Linked DNA regions of Sus scrofa: regions 2, 3, 4, 5 and 6 are each linked to region 1. Evidence: chromatin contacts called from public Hi-C and HiChIP or PLAC-seq data. All regions are on one chromosome and are shown on one strand. Each heading gives the region's core, a stretch centred on a gene start, on an enhancer-like site or on the middle of the called end of the contact. The rest is flanking DNA. Distances are from core to core; before and after follow the strand shown. Region 1 holds the start of NF2 (merlin). Region 2 holds the start of MTMR3 (myotubularin-related protein 3). Region 3 holds the start of GAS2L1 (growth arrest specific 2 like 1). Region 4 holds the start of ASCC2 (activating signal cointegrator 1 complex subunit 2). Region 5 holds the start of AP1B1 (AP-1 complex subunit beta-1). Region 6 holds the start of UQCR10 (ubiquinol-cytochrome c reductase complex 7.2 kDa protein).

Region 1 (2,673 bases), core at 88-2,587:
GAGCAGAGTAGAGGTAATACGAGCAGTCTCTGGGTGGAACAGACCTGGGTTTGAGTTCCAGCTTTGCCTCTCAGCAGTTAGATGCTAGCCAGCAAGTAGCTCCGTCATGCTGAGCTTTTTCTTCACCTGTAGAGTGGGGGTGGGGGTGATAATGATAGTTAATACCTGTGCAACGCTTAACCTTCAACCACTCAGCTAGGCAACCACTAAGAATTAACTTAAAATTTGGATTAAAAGAGAAACAGAAACACACACACACACACACACACACACACGAGTTCCAGTTGTGGCTCAGCAACTAGTATCCAAAGAGGACTCGGATTCAATCCCTGGCCTCCCTCAGTGGTTTAAGGATCCCGCATTGCCCTGAGCTGTGATGTAGGTCGCAGATGCGGCTCAGATCTGGCATTGCTGTGGCTGTGGTGTAGACTGGAAGCTGCAGCTCCAGTTGGACCTCTATCCCAGGCGCTTCCATATGCCCCAGGTGTGGCCCTAAAGAACCACAACAAAAACACAGAAAGTTATACTCCCCTACCTCTCTCTCACACACATTCACTGTAACCCTTGAGGAAGTTTAAACAAAAATCATGTATATGATCTGAAACTGGAAATCACACAGAACACAACATAAAAACTGCTTTCATTTTTCTAGTTTTTTAAATCTACAGAAAGAATAATTTCATAAGATTCAACGTAGTATGACCAGTCACTTATCTAAAGCTTTATATGGATGATCTCGCTTAAATTCCTCAACAACTCCATGAGACAGATGCAATTATTACCCCCTCCCGCGGTAACAACTAGAATTTCTCCTCAACAGAAGCTGAAGGACTTGGCGGAAACTGCCCGCTACCAAGCGGCCTCAAGTGATTTGAAAGTTTAAGAAAAACCAAGTCAGTACATGTAATACATGCAATTAAGTGCTAAACAGGATTGGCCGCTCGGCGTTCGAAACGCAGTCTCCTGGGGCGCCACACTCGGCGCAGACCTGGTCCGAAGGGCAGTCCCTTGCTGAACTGAGGAGTGACTCATCTCCCGCGCCCCGGGAGCAGCCTCTTCTTGTTTTCCTGGGAAAGGCGCGCCGGGCTCCCCGCGTCAACCAGTCTTGCTAGAGTAGGCGTACCCCTACGAACAAAAGCGTTCGGAGTGACGCTGCCTTAGCCACTCAACGTCGAGGGTAATCCCGCGCCTCCAATTAGATCTGAACTTCCAATTGGTAAAGTCCTACTGAAGAAGGTGGGACAGCGGGAGAAAGTCCCGCCTCCCTCAGAGTTCTCAGCCAATCGTGGTGTCTAGGCTGCAGCCGCCGAGTTAGGTTGCGTTGCGTGTAGCGCTCTGAAGGGCCTGAGGGCGGGGCAGGGAGCAGGCCGGGGGATGCGGGGAGGGGACGCTTCCCGCGGGTGCGCGGAGCTAGGACGGTGACAGCCACGCGCGCACGTGCGCGCCTGGCTGGAGAGCGGCCCCTGAGACCTCTGTTGGCCGCTGAGAGGCGCGCAGGGTCTGGGCAGCCGCCGTCTAGGGCCCCCGTCCCTGGGCGTCCCCAACGTCCCCAGCCCGAGTCCCGGCGAGAGCCGGGCGGTGCCCGCCTTGTCTGTCCCTGATCGCGATCTCTCCCCGCGGCCATCAGGGCCCGCCCCCCAACTCCCCTTTCCGTTCCCAGGGCACGGTCCTCGCGGCCCATGCTGGCCGCTGGGGGCCCGCGCCGCTCAGACAGCTCCCGGGCCGGCCGGCCGGCCACCATGGTGGCCCTGAGGCCTGTGCGGCTTCTCCAGGGAGGCTAAAAGGTCCAGAGTGCAGGCCCCGGGGCCCCAGGTTCCCGGGCCTGAGCCCCACGCCATGGCCGGGGCCATCGCTTCCCGAATGAGCTTCAGCTCTCTCAAGAGGAAGCAGCCCAAGACGTTCACCGTGCGGATCGTCACTATGGACGCGGAGATGGAGTTCAATTGCGAGGTAACCGGCCGGCAGCCCCTACGGGCTGCAGCGAAGGGAGGCCTGGCGGGATCGGGCCCTGGTGCGGATCTGGCACCGACCTGGGCGCCCTTGCCGCGGTGACAGTTGAGGTGGAAGCTTCGGGATTCTGTTTATATCATCTCTGGGCAAAGACTGAGAGGGTCAGAACCGGAAGGAGCCATCTAGGCCCAAATCGTCATGTTAAAGATAATCGCTGCTTTTTTCAATGGGACTTTTGGGTTTGGAAGTGCTTCCTGAAGGTTTTCATTCATTGTTATTCCAAGAGTCTGAAAACATCCGTGGTAGCGAAATTTAATTTTCAGTGTCAGGCTTTAACTTCAGCTTTATAGAGTTTTTAACTTTATTCGATTATATTATGTACCCCAGCTATTAAAAGTTGCATCTCATTTTATTGCACAGTCTACAGTAGTTGTTTCCCTTTTTCACAGCTTAAATTTTCTGGAAAAAACTCTTCGAGGAAAAAGATGATATCCTAAACTTTCCCTACAGTTTGTATCACAATGATAAGTTATCCTTTATTGAATACGTCCTAAGTGTCAGACATTCATACACTTACCTCTCAAAACAACTCATTTAGGTGGGTACCCCAAACCATATATCCAGTAAATGGTGAAGGAGCGTTTTGATTCGAGCCAATACAGTACTGCTCTCAAGTAATTTTATGTCCTTGCTACTCAGAGTGTGGCCTGGGGACAAGCAGAA
Region 2 (2,673 bases), core at 102-2,601, 220 kb after region 1:
TAGGTTGTGCAATTTTTTGCACTTTCATTCAACAGAGTAAAGCAAAGCCTAATCTTGAACTCTAACATAATTTCTTCTTTTTTGTCTTTTGTCTTTTTAGGGCTGCACCCTCAGCCTATGGAGGTTCCCAGGCTAGGGGTCTAATCAGAGCTACAGCTGCCGGCCTACACCACAGCCACAGCAATGCCAGATCTGAGCCGCGTCTGCAACCTACACCACAGCTCATGGCAACGCCAGATCCTTAACCCACCGGGCAAGGCCAGGGATCAGATCCGAGCCGCAGTGGTGACCTATGCCACAGCTGCGGCAATGCTTAATCCTTAACCCACTGTGCTGGGCCAAGGATAGAACCTATGTTCTAGCACTCCCAAAATGCCGCAGATCCTATTGTGTCACAGCAGGAGCTCCTGGGTGAGAGCATATTTTTTATTGCTAATTGGATTTGGGTTTGATTTCTTTTTTTCCTAATTTTAGTGCAGCTTATTCTGGGCTTCAGTTTCTTCATCTGTAAAATGGTGATAATAACATTATCTATTCAAGCTGTGAAGATTCAGTTAGATAAGTTGTGTGAATATTAGCTATTAGTTAATCAGGAACTCATGACACTACTTATGAGCATTTCTAGGTGTTGGAGATAAAGTGATGAATAAAATAAACAAGATCCTTATCTTCAAGTAGCTTTTACATTGGAATGGGATAGAGAGCAGTAAACACAAAAAACAAATAATTGCAGAGAGTCTGTGGAAAAAGCAAAAAAAAAACAAATTCAAGGATAGATTTCATTTGACAGGTTCTTTCTACCATTTTCCAGAAAAGTCAAAGGTATAATGATAAAATACAACTCTGATGAGGTGAATCTGTTAGGGCTGGAGGTAATTCAGTCTCAGTACGTAGAATTATTCTACAAGGTATCATTACAATTTTTTTTTTTGTTAGTTTGTTTGAAAACTCAATTCTTCCAGCTGAGCTTGGTATAAGCAGCCTGAAATTGTATTCTGAGTATGACCTTGAGCGCACATACTTACTTGCATTACATTAAAATAGTTTCAGCCTCACCACAACTACAGGTGAAACGTATGTTGTACAGTAGAATAGATTCTACTGGCTAAGTAGATTGAGGAATTGTCTTGCCCGGGGCTACATAGGTAGGAAAAGATAACTCCCCAAACTCTGTGGGACCACCTTCGGTTTTCTTCTCCTTTCACTCCTCACCTGTTTCTGCTTTAGGTGGGCTCCTCTGCCAGGCCCTCGCCCAGCACCAGCATTTTGCAGGTTTGCAGCCCCTCCCGCCTCCTGGGGCGTGACCACCGGCTCAGGCCCCGCCCCTGCCCAATCCGTGATGGCCCGCCCTCTTTTCCCCGACCGACGGCTAAGGGCCTGAACGTGCGCGCGCGCCCTCGCTCGCCGACCAGCTTGGTGGCGTGAGCGCGCTCTGTGTGGCCGCTGCCGCCATGTTGTTGTGGTTGTGAGAAGGCGGTGGCGGCGGCGGAGGAGTATCCGGGCGAGGAGCTCCAGCGGCTCAGGCGCTGCCCCCCGCCGGCCCTGCCTGGGAGCCTTGTGGGGTGGCGGAGGAGGCCGTGCCGTGACGAGCTTCGCCATGTCCTGCTGCCCGGTAAGGAAACCTACACCGCCCCCCGCCCCCGTCTCCTCCGGGGGTGAGGAGGAGCTGGAGGAGGGGCCGGCCTGGTCCCCGGCGCGGCGGCTGTCACCCTCTGAGGAGGCGGCGGCCCTGAAGGGGCTGAGGACAGCGTGCGTGGCCCGGAGAGGGGTGGCCGGGGCGGAGGCTGCTGCCGCCAGAGGGAGGCGCGGACAGTGGGAGCGCAGCGGCCCTGTTCGGCGCGGGGGAGGCGGGGTCCGGCCAGGGCGGCCTTCCTGGACCTGGCGGGGACCGGCCCATGGGGCTAGGGGTGTGAGGCGCTACCCCGCAGCGTCCGGGGACATGGCCGCGGACCTCTGGGAGGTGAGTGTGCGTCCCTCACCCCGGAGCGAGTGTGTGGGAGTCCTCCGTGGCGCGAGGCCGGAGGTCGGGGGCCGACGGAGCCCCCGGGGCGAGCGGAGCGGCCCGGGACTTGTGGGAAGGAGGAGTGGCCGCCGACTGCAGCAGGGCATCCTCCTGACCTGGTAGTACTTGGGTGGGAAGGATGGTTCGGAGGCGGTTGAAGAGAGCGCAGCAATGTTGGTTAAATAGCGCCGCGAAAGATTACAGAGTTATTTATTGCTCGGGTGGAAATCGTGCGGCTAAGTGTATTGAATTGGGCTGCCCAGAACCCCTAAGATAATGTTGTTGGTTGTACTTTGGGCTGGATAACTTACCTCAAAATAATGGGATAAATTTTACGGCCACTTGCGTAAACTCCTCTGGGGCCTGATAATCTTACCTGTGAGTTTTGCACAGGTGAGTTTTGCGCATTAACTGATAGGTAATGATGTTCAGGTGTCTCTTCAAGGCTGCGGCCTAAATTCTTAAGTGTTTTAGTATCTTGACTTCTACTTTGTTATCTGCCAGTGTTTTTTCACAACGGGGAAAAGCGTGCATACTCTTGCAGTTGAGATTCAATTTGGCCATCGAAGCCTGGGTTGAATTACATGAGATTTTTTTTTTTTTAATGTAAAATATTTGTGATTTGTACCTAGAGAGGTATTGGGGACTTTCCCCATTCAGATTCATGTCCG
Region 3 (2,673 bases), core at 98-2,597, 200 kb before region 1:
CCTTGTTGCTGTTGCACCCCAGGGGCCACCTTTCTTAACTGTGAACCTAAGAGCCAGCTCCATTTTCTTCCCTGCTCTTTGCTCTTGGTTTGCAGTGCCCAAAGACACGCAGCACACAGTAGGTGCCAGGCAGGTGCCACCCATTACTACGTCCATCACCTGCCTTCCTCACTCTGCAGTGGGGGTAGGGGGCTAAGGAGAGGGTGGAGTGGGACCTGTACCACCTGGGTGTTGGGGTGAGAGCCCACCTTTTGAAAGGCCATAATGACTCAGTGAAATGATGCATCTGAGCAGCCTGGTACCAGAAGGTCAGGCACACAGTAGGTCCACAACCAAATCCCCAGATCCTTGAATGAGGGTATTCCCAAAATAGTCATTGTTCAAATCCCAGCTCCATCAGCTACTCTTCTGACTGAGCCCAAGTTTGGGCATAACAGTGTCCCTCATAGAGGTGACTCATCAGTTCCTTCAGGTCAAGGGTGCACAGTAGGCCTGGCACACAGTAGGAGCCTTATCAAAGCTCTGAGCATTGGCTGTTGTTGGTAGTGCTTCCCCCCACATCCCAAGCAGTCCTGCCTGGCCAGCAAGGCTGCTGCCTAGCCAGACCTGCCGCAGCAGGGGGCAGGATTTCCCGCTGGTCCCAGCCAGCTCCCTCCTCTGCAGTTTGAAAAGAAACCAGGCGGGTTTAACCTTCGGCTGCTGCCAATCCTCCTCTCACCCATAGCCTATGGCCGCACCCGGACAGCCAGAGTTGGTCCAGGACTGGCCCGTCCTCACCGCAGAGGAGGGGCCCACAGCGTCATCCTGCCTACCCCTCTAAGCCTCAGTGCCTTCATCGGAGAAACAGGGTCCCCTAATCTCAGGGTTAAAAAAGAGCATTCCAGTGGCTGGGTGGGGGTAACAGAGCCCTCCCCATCCTTCCCCGAGGCCGCCCTGCCTGTAGGAAGCCCGCCACCCCAGGTTGGAGAGCTTCATTTATCTGAGCTAAGGAGGACCACTTGGAGGAGGTGACTTTGCAGCCCCAGGTCCCTATCGCTTCCTGAGTTCTTGGGAACGAAAAGGCTGTGCCCTCACCCGGGAGGCCACCAACTGGAGACGAGGGAGTGCAACTAAAAACACCCAAACCCCTCCCCAGGAGACCAAGAAGGGTGGAAGAGACTGTGGGGACCAGCCTGGGTGGGTATGGGACATCTGGGCTGGTAGGGTTGCCTGGGGGCCCTAGTTCCGCCTCCACTCAGGGTTGCAAAGAGTCCCTGGCCCGCTCGGCATCTGCAGACCCTCCCAGCCCGGGAAGAGCGCGTCCCCTTTAAGAGCATGTGGCCCCGCCCACCCCTCCGGGCCGGATCCGAATTCCAGGGAGGCGGGGCGGAGACGGCTGGCGCGGAGGACGCGGTGGTGGGACCGGGATCGCTGTGGCTCGGGCGGCGCCTCCCTGCGGCGGCCCGGTCCCGGCCCCGCCAGAGCGATGCTCCCCGAGGCCGCAGGATGAGCGAGGTGAGTGCGGGGACCCCCAGACCCCCTGTCCGGCACACAGTGAAGGGGACCTGGCGGCAGCGGCCGCGGCCTCTTCCCCAGAGCTGTGTGACCTTGGGCAGCCCCGCACCCTCTCTGGGCCGAAGCCCAGAGGACAGCCGGGGCTGGCGAAGGCTATTCTGAGTCCTGGCTCACTCGGACCAGCCTGGGGCGCTGGGGAGGCTCCTTGGAGGAGGCGGGGCCTGGCCCGGGCCAGCGGGCTGCCGGATCAGCAACGCAGTGCCCTGTCCGTCGGCCAGGGCTCCTACTGCCCCGCCACCCATTGCTCAGCGTCCATGAGTGCGCTCTGCTCCTCAGTTTCCTCATCTGTAAAATGGAGGTAATATCACTGAGCTTAGTGCTGGCCACGATCATCGTGATTACTTTTCTGCTGCTGCTGTTCATGTCATTGCTATAATGACACGGTCTTTAGGGAAAGGGGTCTGAGGGAGGACCTGGGATCTTTCCGGAGGAAGCAGGATGGGCAGCAGCCCTGAGCAGTGGGGCTAACCCCTCTCTGAGGTCAGAACCAGGCTTCCTACTGTGAGTCCAGGGCTGTGGGGCTCATCTCTCTAGGGCTCAGCTCATCACCTATTACACAGGGAGGTCCAGATGGGTGCCTCCCTGCCTGGGCGAGAGGACTCAGCCAAGTACCCCAACAGCCTGTCTCCCCTCAAAGAACCAAACAACAAACACTTATGGACACTAAGTCATTTATAAAAATTATCCCATTTGTTCCTATGAGGAAGGTAATGTTATTGTATCCATTTCACAGACGGGAAAACTGAGGCGAGAAGTTTCTCAGACATTTGGTCTGAAAGGACAGGAGAGTGCAGGTGGTCAGCAACTTTGTACTGAGAGCTCAATGGGTCCTCACAGCAATCCTGACCCGTGTCCTTGCCCACAGTGACTCGGCTGGCCTGGGCATGGCGGACCCGGTGGCGGGCATTGCAGGCTCAGCAGCCAAGAGCGTGCGGCCATTCCGCTCAAGCGAGGCCTATGTGGAGGCCATGAAGGAGGACCTGGCCGAGTGGCTCAATGCCTTGTATGGCCTGGGTCTGCCCAGTGGTGGTGATGGCTTCCTGACGGGGCTGGCTACCGGCACCACACTGTGCCAACATGCCAACGCTGTCACGGAGGCTGCCCGCGCCATGGCCGCTG
Region 4 (2,673 bases), core at 129-2,628, 190 kb after region 1:
TAGGCTGGCAGCTGTAACTCCGATTCAACCCCTGGCCTGGGAACTTCCATACACCACAGGTGCAGCTCTAAAGAGCAAAAAATAAAAAAATTAAAAAGGGCCTTGAATGTTATGCTAAAGATTTTGGCCTTTCATTTGAAGGCGGTGAAGAGTCACTCAAGTAGAGAAAAGACACAATGAGAAAGAGAAGATAATATCCTGGTGGCAGGAGAGGCCTTCTACAAACCACCGGGGAGTGAAAAAAACTGTGTTAATTATCTTACTCATCCATTCAAAAGAGTTTCTGAGTATCTACTATGTGCCTGCAGTGAAGCCTGGAGAATACTAAGGTGGACAAGGAAGAGACTTGATCCTGCGCTTTGTAGAGTTTACAGTCCTGATGGTTAACACAGATATAAACTAAATAGTCATGCAAATGAGTAAAACTCAGTACCATGAGTATTTGATGCAGGTAAGGGCAATGGGTTGTGACAGCATTTGACAGAGAGAAATGACTTGAAGGAGAGAGGATGTCAAGGAAGATTTTCATCTAAAGTGTGTGTGGAAATGAACTGGGTGAAGACTGGACTCTGAGTACCAAAAGGATAAAGACAGTGATCATTATGATAACTGTGGTCCCCAAAGCATCCTCAGCGCCAAGCAGGGCAGCAGAAGCCCAAAATTAGGAAAGAACTTTCTTTAGAAGGGAAGCTTGGAGCAAGTACCAATTACAATTAGGCCTGGGAGCACCCCCAAGACTACTGCTACCTGTTTCTGACTGTCTTCACCCTCCCGGTCTCAATTCAGTATCACTCCAAGACCTTACCGTACTGCCCTAGCTAAAGTATACACTCCCCTAGTTACTGTCATATCCTAGTGCTTTTATTTGTGGTTGACTGTCTCCACCCACTAGACTGTAGGCTCCAAGAGGGCGGGAGACTTGTCTTGTTTGTACCCTCCAGTGCTTAGATCTGTGCCCGGCACGTAGGAAGCGCTAGACAAATATTTGTTGAAAGAATGAATGAATGCTGAGGAGACTGACGCTGGAGGGGTGGGTGGGAGGATCGCGGCTCCTCCAAGGTCATTCTGGGGCCGATCCTCGAACCCGAGACTCTAGGCTCAGCGGCTTGGCTGGGCAGAGTGGAGGGGGATGGGGCGATTCACGGCCCCGGGGGCAGCGGAAGCCCTAGACCTGCCGTGGAGGTGGAGGGGCCCGAGGCCGCGTGAGGCACGGCTGCCGCCCCTCCCAGGCACGATGCCCCACATCCGGCAGGGCCCAGCCACGCACTCACCTCGGCGGCTCCACTGCCAGCTCTATGCAGCCGCCGCGGCGGTCCACGGTGACAGCTCCCAGAGCGCCGGCGCTTCCGGGGTCAAACGGCGATTCCGCAGGCGCAGACAGGAAGCCTGGGCCCGGCCCCGCCCCCGGAGCCAATTGCCGCAGGGAAGCCGGACCTGGGGCCACGCCCCAGCCCCAAGTCTCCGCCTCCACTAGGGACAGGCCTGGCTGTAACCACGCCCTCCTACCTCTCTCCTTGCTTTAGCAGCGAGGATGGAAGGTGAGCAGAAAGCGGGTGTGGTTACACTTCTTGAAAAAACTAAGTATGGTACCGTGCTCTTAGGCTTCAACCTCATTCCTTAACCTTCTCGGCCATCGTCTCAAGTCCAGAAAGAATTCTGTGGATAAATGCTGCAAGCTTCCCTTTATTGGCATCATTTTTCAGGCAAACCGATCATCCAGTGATACTGAAGGGACAGGGAAAAAAGTGCCAGTAACTCTGTTTTTCCCCCCTCTGGCATCATACCCATTGGGCATACAGGAGATAATTTGTATCTTAGTGGTTCGTTGGAAGAAAATCATGTGTAGACAGCCTTTGGCAGAGAAAACTTAAAATAGACTTCTGGCAAAAAAAATGTATGGATTGGTTTCATCATTCCAGATGGTTATTAATATCGCTGATGTTTTAGAGCTAAATAACATGACTGTAAAAAGACAAAACAGGGAGTTCTGTTGTGGCTCAGCAGTAACAAACCCAACTAGGATCCATGAGGATTTGGGTTTGATCCCTGGCCTTGCTCAGTGGGTTAAGGATCTGGTGTTGCCATGAGCTGTGGTGTGGGTCACAGAGGTGGCTCGAATCCCATGTTGCTGTGCCTGTGGCTTAGGCTGGCAGCTGTAGCTCCAATTTGACCCCTGGGAATTTACATATGCCTTGGATGCAGCCCTAAAAAAAAAAAAAGACAAAAACATCCAATAAGACACCCAACTTCTCCAAATATGTCTCATTTTCCTCATCTGTCAAAAGGAGTCATTGATAACCAACTTTTTTTGTCATTAGGAAGCTTCATGAGATGATACAGACAATGCCAAGCACACAGTAGGTGCTCAAGAAATTTTAGTGGAGAGAAAAGGAGGAAAGGAGAGAGGAAGGAAGGAGACTATAGGTTGGAGTGTTAACCCTTTTTGTTATTATTACTGAGTAAACTTTATTATATTCATAGTTGTGCAACGATCATCACAACCAAATTTTATAGCATTTCCATCCCAAACCCTCAGTGCATCCCCCCACCCCCCTTAAGCCTTATATTTATTTCATCTTTGTTTTCTCTCCTTTGCCTGAAGAGAAAATGAAGAATGTGAGCTTCCAAAGGAGGCATCCTTGTCTGAGCTATCATACATCCAAGTGAAATTAA
Region 5 (2,673 bases), core at 45-2,544, 130 kb before region 1:
TTTCCCTTGGGAATATTCTTCAAGAACCCAGGGCCAAAAGATTCCTCTAAGGGGTCATGTAGTTCCTCTTTACTCCAAAAAGAATGCAGCTCAACCACTCTCAAGGGAGGTTCTGGATATTATTAAATTAGTTTCATCCATAGCCTATCTGATGTCTCACAGTACCCAATAGTCAGGAAAAACTCTTGCCCTGAAAAGCAACGACCTGCAAAACTGTTTCATCCTAAATAAAGTGAATCAAATGCTCCTTATGAAGGTTAGACAAGAAGCAATAAGGCTACATCTTTATATAGATGCAAGTAAATATAATGGCAGCTAAAGATATTAAATAGCTCCTACACTCCAATCTTGCTCCAGCCTCTCTTTGGTCTCTGCACTTTGCACGTTCCTGAGAACCTGGGTAGAAATTCTGACTCTTGCCTACACCACCCGATTGACCTTACAGGTGTGACTTAACCTCTCTGTGCATTTTACTCGGAGGTGAAATGGAGATAACAACAGCAGCTACCTCACAAAGGTTGCTGGGAAATTTAAATGCTGCATTACGAGTACTTAACATAATGCCTGGTACACAGTAAGAGCTCAATTAATCAGCAGCTAGCATTTTATCAGTAGTTTTGGCATTTATTACAGGTGTCCCCAGTTAACTTGTTGGTGAGGCGCCTAAGTACAGACCAAACCCAACCCTACCCCAGAGCAGGCAGCGCGGGCTGCTCCTTAATTTATTTTTATTTTTTTTTCTTTTCAAACCTTGGCAAAGAGATAAGGCCCTGAACGAGGAGGAAGACTCAGGCTGGCCATGGGGGTAAGAATGCAGAGGGAACCAGGACCCGAAGAGAAGTTTCCTGTTTGGCCAAGCGCAGGCTCCCTGGGGCCTAAGTCTAGGAGTCTCTCCAGGAGGGCGCCCCCAGAGGGACTGCGGACCTGGGGTGGAGGCGGGAGGCCAAGCGGCCGAGAATGAATGAACCCGCAGCCCTTCTGCCTCAACGCGGCCTGGGAAGCCACTCTAGCTCCTCTAGCGCCTCGTCCTCTCCGTGACCTCTGACCCCACAAACCCCTCACCTCAGACCCCCCGACTCCCTGCCCCATCTCTTCTCCGGCCTCGCCGGGCTCCCCGCCTCCTCACCCGCAGGTCCAAACGGCTCCCGGCGCCACGGCGCGGCTCCACTCTGCAGTAAAACGTCCGCGGCCTTGTCGTCCCACTCTCCCGGTGCGTCCGTGCCGCCAGCCGCTCCGAGCCCCGCGGCTGTCACCTGCCGGGCGGAAGTGAGCTGCCCGCGCTCGGGCACTTCCGGTGGACGCAGGGCCTGGGGGCGGGGTCAAGGGTTCAACCCGGGCGGGGGTGGGGCCCGTGAGGGCGTGGCCAGGAGGGCGGGGCCGGCGGGAATTAACCCTCCTCCGACATGTCGTTCTCAGCCACTGTAGAGCCAGAGAAAGATTAGACAGATAAGCCGTTACGTAGTTTAACATGATGAAGATGGAAAAGGTCGTTACAGACGGGTAAACTAGACTCTGAGAGGGGCAAGTTTTGCTCAAGATCGCTTACTTTATGAAGGAATTCCGCGTTGTAAGAGAAAACCTTAGACCTTCCAAGGAGAGCTTAATGATGTCCCATCCTCCTTTTGGCTGGGTTAATCAGGACTTCAGTTGCTATAGCAATCTCACTCCCAACTCTGGTATTATTAAACTTTCTCCTCCTGGATAATTTCTTTCTTTCTTTTTTTTTTTTTTTTTTTTTTACCGCTGCACTTAGGGCATATGGAAATTCCTGGACTAGGGGTCTAATCGGAGCTGCAGCTGTGGCCTGTGCTGCAGCCATAGCAACACCAGATCCGAGTGGCATCTGCAACCAATGCCGCAGCTTCTGGCAATGCCAGATCCTTAACCTACTGAGCTAGGCCACGGATAGAACCAGAATCCTCATGAATACTAGTTGGGTTCTTAACCTGCTGAGCCACAATGGGAATTCCATCTGATTATCCTCATTAAAATATTAATTAATCATTACTCTTTAAAAATGTTTACTGGACAAATATTTGCATTGTAGAGAAACGGAAATATACTAGTAAGCAAAAGGAGAGAAATCATCTGCAATCCCATTTCCGGAGACAATCATTTCTTAAAATTAAAGTATAGTTGATTTACAATATTGTGCCAATTTCTGCTGTACACTCATTCTTAATATTTTGGTGAATATCCTTCCAGACTCAACACATCATTTGGTATTTTTACCTCACCAAGATATTGGTAAAAGTCTTCTAAAGCAAGAAATATATTTAGAGTTTTTTTTTTTTTTTTTTAACTTTTAGGGCTGCACCCTCAGTATATGGAGGTTCCCAGGTTAAGGGTAGAATCCAAGCTACAGCTGCTGGCCTACACCACAGCCGCAGCAACGCAGGATCCTTAACCCACTGAGTGAGGCCAGGGATCGAACCCGCAACATCACTGCTCCTAGGCGGATTCGTTTCCACTGCTCCATGACAGGAACTCCAAGAAATACATTTTTGTTTGGTGCTTTCCAACACCTGCGATTCTATTGTATGGACGGCATCACTGTTTTCAAAAACAAACCTCTACAGTTGTTCACTTGGGTTGTCACCAATTGTTTCATATTACAAAACGTATTAATAAATAAGTTTGCACAGCCAAGTCTTTATGTCCCATCTAATCCAG
Region 6 (2,673 bases), core at 111-2,610, 130 kb after region 1:
CCATCATTACTCTAACTCACACCCTAATCTAAATTACCACCCTGCCTCCACTGACCCCTCACAGTAGCTCCTCCTTTTCAGTCAGTTCTCCAGAGAGCAGCCAGAAATGATGACCGCTGCTACTGTTACGTAAATTAGGTTGCCTCACATCCCAGCTTAAAACCCTTCAGTGGCTTCCGCGTGCAATTTAGAAAAAAAAACGACCCTTCACCACGGGTTAGAAGACCAGATATGACCTGACCCGAGCCTATTTCATAGTCCACTCAAATTGTTTCCTTCAAACACCTCAGGACCGCAGCAGCCTCAAGGCCTTGCACGACGTTTTCCTGTTCGAATAGCTATATCCATTTGGGTTTAGGGTTAAGTGTCACCTTGGGGAACCTTAGCTAAAATATTACCACAACCACCCCCTCCCCAATCAACCTTTTTTCTGCTCTTCAAAGCGTTACCTGTCATTATCGCACCTCCCACACACTGTAAAATGGGTGCTCCCCAAAAGCTGGGACGTATTCCCCGCTGGGTCTCCAGCTCATGGCCCAGCGCTCAGAAAACAATTGCTGGACGTCCTTAGTGCTCCAAAGTCCTGCTATTTCCATTCCCAAGAGAGAATGAATGGATCTAGGTCTCCCGCCTTCCAGGCCAGGGGTGTCTGCAGCGAAACCCAGGGATGAGGGGAAACGGAAGCATGGGCAGAATGGCCTCTTCCCCAGAGGCCCGGCAAAGGCTGACTGTTGCCACAGGCTTCAACTATAGCCCTGGACTTGGGGCTGCCGGAGGAGATAGGAGGAGGGACAAGCTTGGGACTGGGATTTCAGGCCTTGCCCCTATATCCACTGCGACCCGCCGCGGGGCTCGCGGACTTAAACGTAAGAGCTCAAGTTCTTCCGTATTGGGAGGAAGACTAGAACTCGCCACTCGACGTCCCGCCAAAAAAAGTACCTGGCTCCGCGGCGCCCGACGGCTCTCAACTCCTCCTCCTGCGCCTTGGTTCAGCGAACTGCTTGCTGGGATTCGTAGTCCTTCCTGGAGTATCAGCCCGCCCTTCCCAGAAACCTTTGAGAATCAAAGCAAAGACAGCGTAGGAGGAGGTGAAGGAAGCGCGAGGGCTTCTGGGCGTTGTAGTTTTAAAAAAAATTCAATCAGCAAGAAATGATTGAGGAGAAAAACTGGGTAATACATTTTACCAAAACGACTTGGGCTGTCGTGGTATGAATTTTAGGAGATTTTAATAGCTCACAAGCCATCAGTTACTTCAATGGTGCAAAACGACGAGCACTCAAGTTCAAAAGAACTACAAATCCCATAAAGCGTTACACGTTGAGGACCTTTGTGGAAAGGTCGGTCGAAGCGCAGGCGCGGTGGTGCTAGTTCTGCAGCGGACAAACATGGCTGCCCCGACGTTGACTGCGAGGTTGTACTCCCTGTTGTTTCGCAGGACCTCTACCTTCGCCCTCACGATCGCCGTGGGCGCTCTATTCTTCGAGCGCGCCTTCGATCAAGGCGCGGACGCGATCTACGAACACATCAACCAGGGGGTGAGGGCCTGGGCCATCCCTGACCTTGGGTTCCTTCGAGGGGTGACAGTGGGAGTGGAGGTGGGACGGGACTCAGTCGACCTTTACAAGGAGGGGGTAAACCCTGGGCGTCTTGTGTCTGTAGACTGCCGTCTGTGCGTTACCCCCGGTGTGAATCCTAAAAAGTTAAACGAGGTCAATAGGTCCCACTATGCGGGGGTTCTAAGTATTGCTGCCTGCCACGCCACAAACCCGTTTCTCCATTTGCAGAAGCCTAAACTAAAACCAGGTGAGAGCAAAAGACTTGCTAGGGTCACACCACTAGGAAATCAGTGGCGAGTCAAGGTTGGACCCCGGCCCCTCTGTCTCATCTGGGGGTCACAAGGGCAAATTTGATTAGGCACCTGTCCTGAAAAGGACATCTCCTTAGACACTATGGGTGGCCATTTAGGTAGCATTTTTTGGTTCCAAAGTCTTTCCATGATGGCAGCGGTGGTATTAATAATGGTTAATAACTCTTAATCATTGAGTAGGGTGGGGTGGGTATGAAATCAGAGAATCTTGGGTGGGAATACTGGGCCTTATCACTTAACTGTGGCATTAGGTTGGGCAAGCTCTCACTTTTATCTATGAAATAGAGATGATAATAATAGTAACTGTCTCAGGGAGGTTTGTTTTTTGTTTTGTTTTTGTTTTTTTGTTTTTTGCTTTTTTAGGGCTGCACCCGAAGCTAGGGGTCCAATTGGAGCTGTAGCTGCTGGCCTACATCACAGTTCACTGCAATGCCAGATCCTTAACCCATTGAGGGAGGCCAGGGATTGAAGCTTCGTCCTCATGGATTCTAGTCAGATTCATTAACCACTGAGCCATGATGGAAACTCCTTTCGGGGACTTATTGTGAGCATTATTTGAGATTTAGGCAAAGTGCCACAGTACCTAGTAGGTGGTACCAACTCAAAAAATAGCATTTGTTATATTCCTCAGGAGGAAGTGGAAGCATAAGGTAGAGAAAAACAACACCTTTTAGACTCACTGTGTGCCAGGCACTGAGCTAAGTGCTCTGCATTCTTTATATCATTAAATCGTGGTTTCAGGAGCTTCTGCTGTGGTGCAGTGGGTCACGAATCTGACTGTAGCCCTCGGGTTACTGCAGAGGTGT

The links. A called contact is a pair of places that touch in the nucleus more often than the background predicts. HiChIP or PLAC-seq counts read pairs in DNA pulled down with a chosen protein or histone mark.
Region 2: an H3K27ac HiChIP or PLAC-seq map of alveolar macrophages shows a contact between it and region 1. The contact joins the promoter of MTMR3 here to the promoter of NF2 in region 1. A contact is called at or near these places in 1 of 47 Hi-C or Micro-C datasets (embryonic fibroblasts) and 2 of 2 datasets of contacts at active chromatin or transcription factors (alveolar macrophages and skeletal muscle).
Region 3: a Hi-C map of liver shows a contact between it and region 1, with 2.9 times the contacts expected there. The contact joins the promoter of GAS2L1 here to the promoter of NF2 in region 1. A contact is called at or near these places in 1 of 5 promoter capture datasets (fetal liver), 2 of 47 Hi-C or Micro-C datasets (heart right ventricle and liver) and 1 of 2 datasets of contacts at active chromatin or transcription factors (alveolar macrophages).
Region 4: a contact with region 1 is called in an H3K27ac HiChIP or PLAC-seq map of alveolar macrophages. The contact joins the promoter of ASCC2 here to the promoter of NF2 in region 1. A contact is called at or near these places in 1 of 5 promoter capture datasets (fetal skeletal muscle) and 1 of 2 datasets of contacts at active chromatin or transcription factors (alveolar macrophages).
Region 5: a contact with region 1 is called in an H3K27ac HiChIP or PLAC-seq map of alveolar macrophages. The contact joins the promoter of AP1B1 here to the promoter of NF2 in region 1. A contact is called at or near these places in 1 of 5 promoter capture datasets (fetal liver), 5 of 47 Hi-C or Micro-C datasets (heart right ventricle, liver, retroperitoneal adipose tissue and 1 more) and 1 of 2 datasets of contacts at active chromatin or transcription factors (alveolar macrophages).
Region 6: a contact with region 1 is called in an H3K27ac HiChIP or PLAC-seq map of alveolar macrophages. The contact joins the promoter of UQCR10 here to the promoter of NF2 in region 1. A contact is called at or near these places in 1 of 5 promoter capture datasets (fetal liver), 2 of 47 Hi-C or Micro-C datasets (heart right ventricle and skeletal muscle) and 2 of 2 datasets of contacts at active chromatin or transcription factors (alveolar macrophages and skeletal muscle).

What each region holds. Positions count from the first base shown.
Region 1 is chr14:46,652,532-46,655,204 of Sscrofa11.1, forward strand. NF2 (merlin) reads left to right here and starts at 1,338. Exons shown (of 16, transcript XM_003483446.4): 1 at 1,338-1,950. The coding sequence starts at 1,837.
Region 2 is chr14:46,873,626-46,876,298 of Sscrofa11.1, forward strand. It overlaps MTMR3 (myotubularin-related protein 3), which reads left to right and starts at 1,352. Exons shown (of 20, transcript XM_001926519.6): 1 at 1,352-1,612.
Region 3 is chr14:46,448,420-46,451,092 of Sscrofa11.1, forward strand. It overlaps GAS2L1 (growth arrest specific 2 like 1), which reads left to right and starts at 1,348. Exons shown (of 7, transcript NM_001244834.1): 1 at 1,348-1,494; 2 at 2,420-2,673. The coding sequence starts at 2,439.
Region 4 is chr14:46,841,101-46,843,773 of Sscrofa11.1, forward strand. It overlaps ASCC2 (activating signal cointegrator 1 complex subunit 2), which reads right to left and starts at 1,379. Exons shown (of 19, transcript XM_021072416.1): 1 at 1,272-1,379.
Region 5 is chr14:46,518,881-46,521,553 of Sscrofa11.1, forward strand. It overlaps AP1B1 (AP-1 complex subunit beta-1), which reads right to left and starts at 1,295. Exons shown (of 22, transcript XM_013990391.2): 1 at 1,127-1,295.
Region 6 is chr14:46,781,980-46,784,652 of Sscrofa11.1, forward strand. It overlaps UQCR10 (ubiquinol-cytochrome c reductase complex 7.2 kDa protein), which reads left to right and starts at 1,361. Exons shown (of 2, transcript NM_001129978.2): 1 at 1,361-1,535. The coding sequence starts at 1,386. It overlaps ZMAT5 (zinc finger matrin-type protein 5), which reads right to left and starts at 1,076. Exons shown (of 6, transcript XM_001929010.5): 1 at 940-1,076.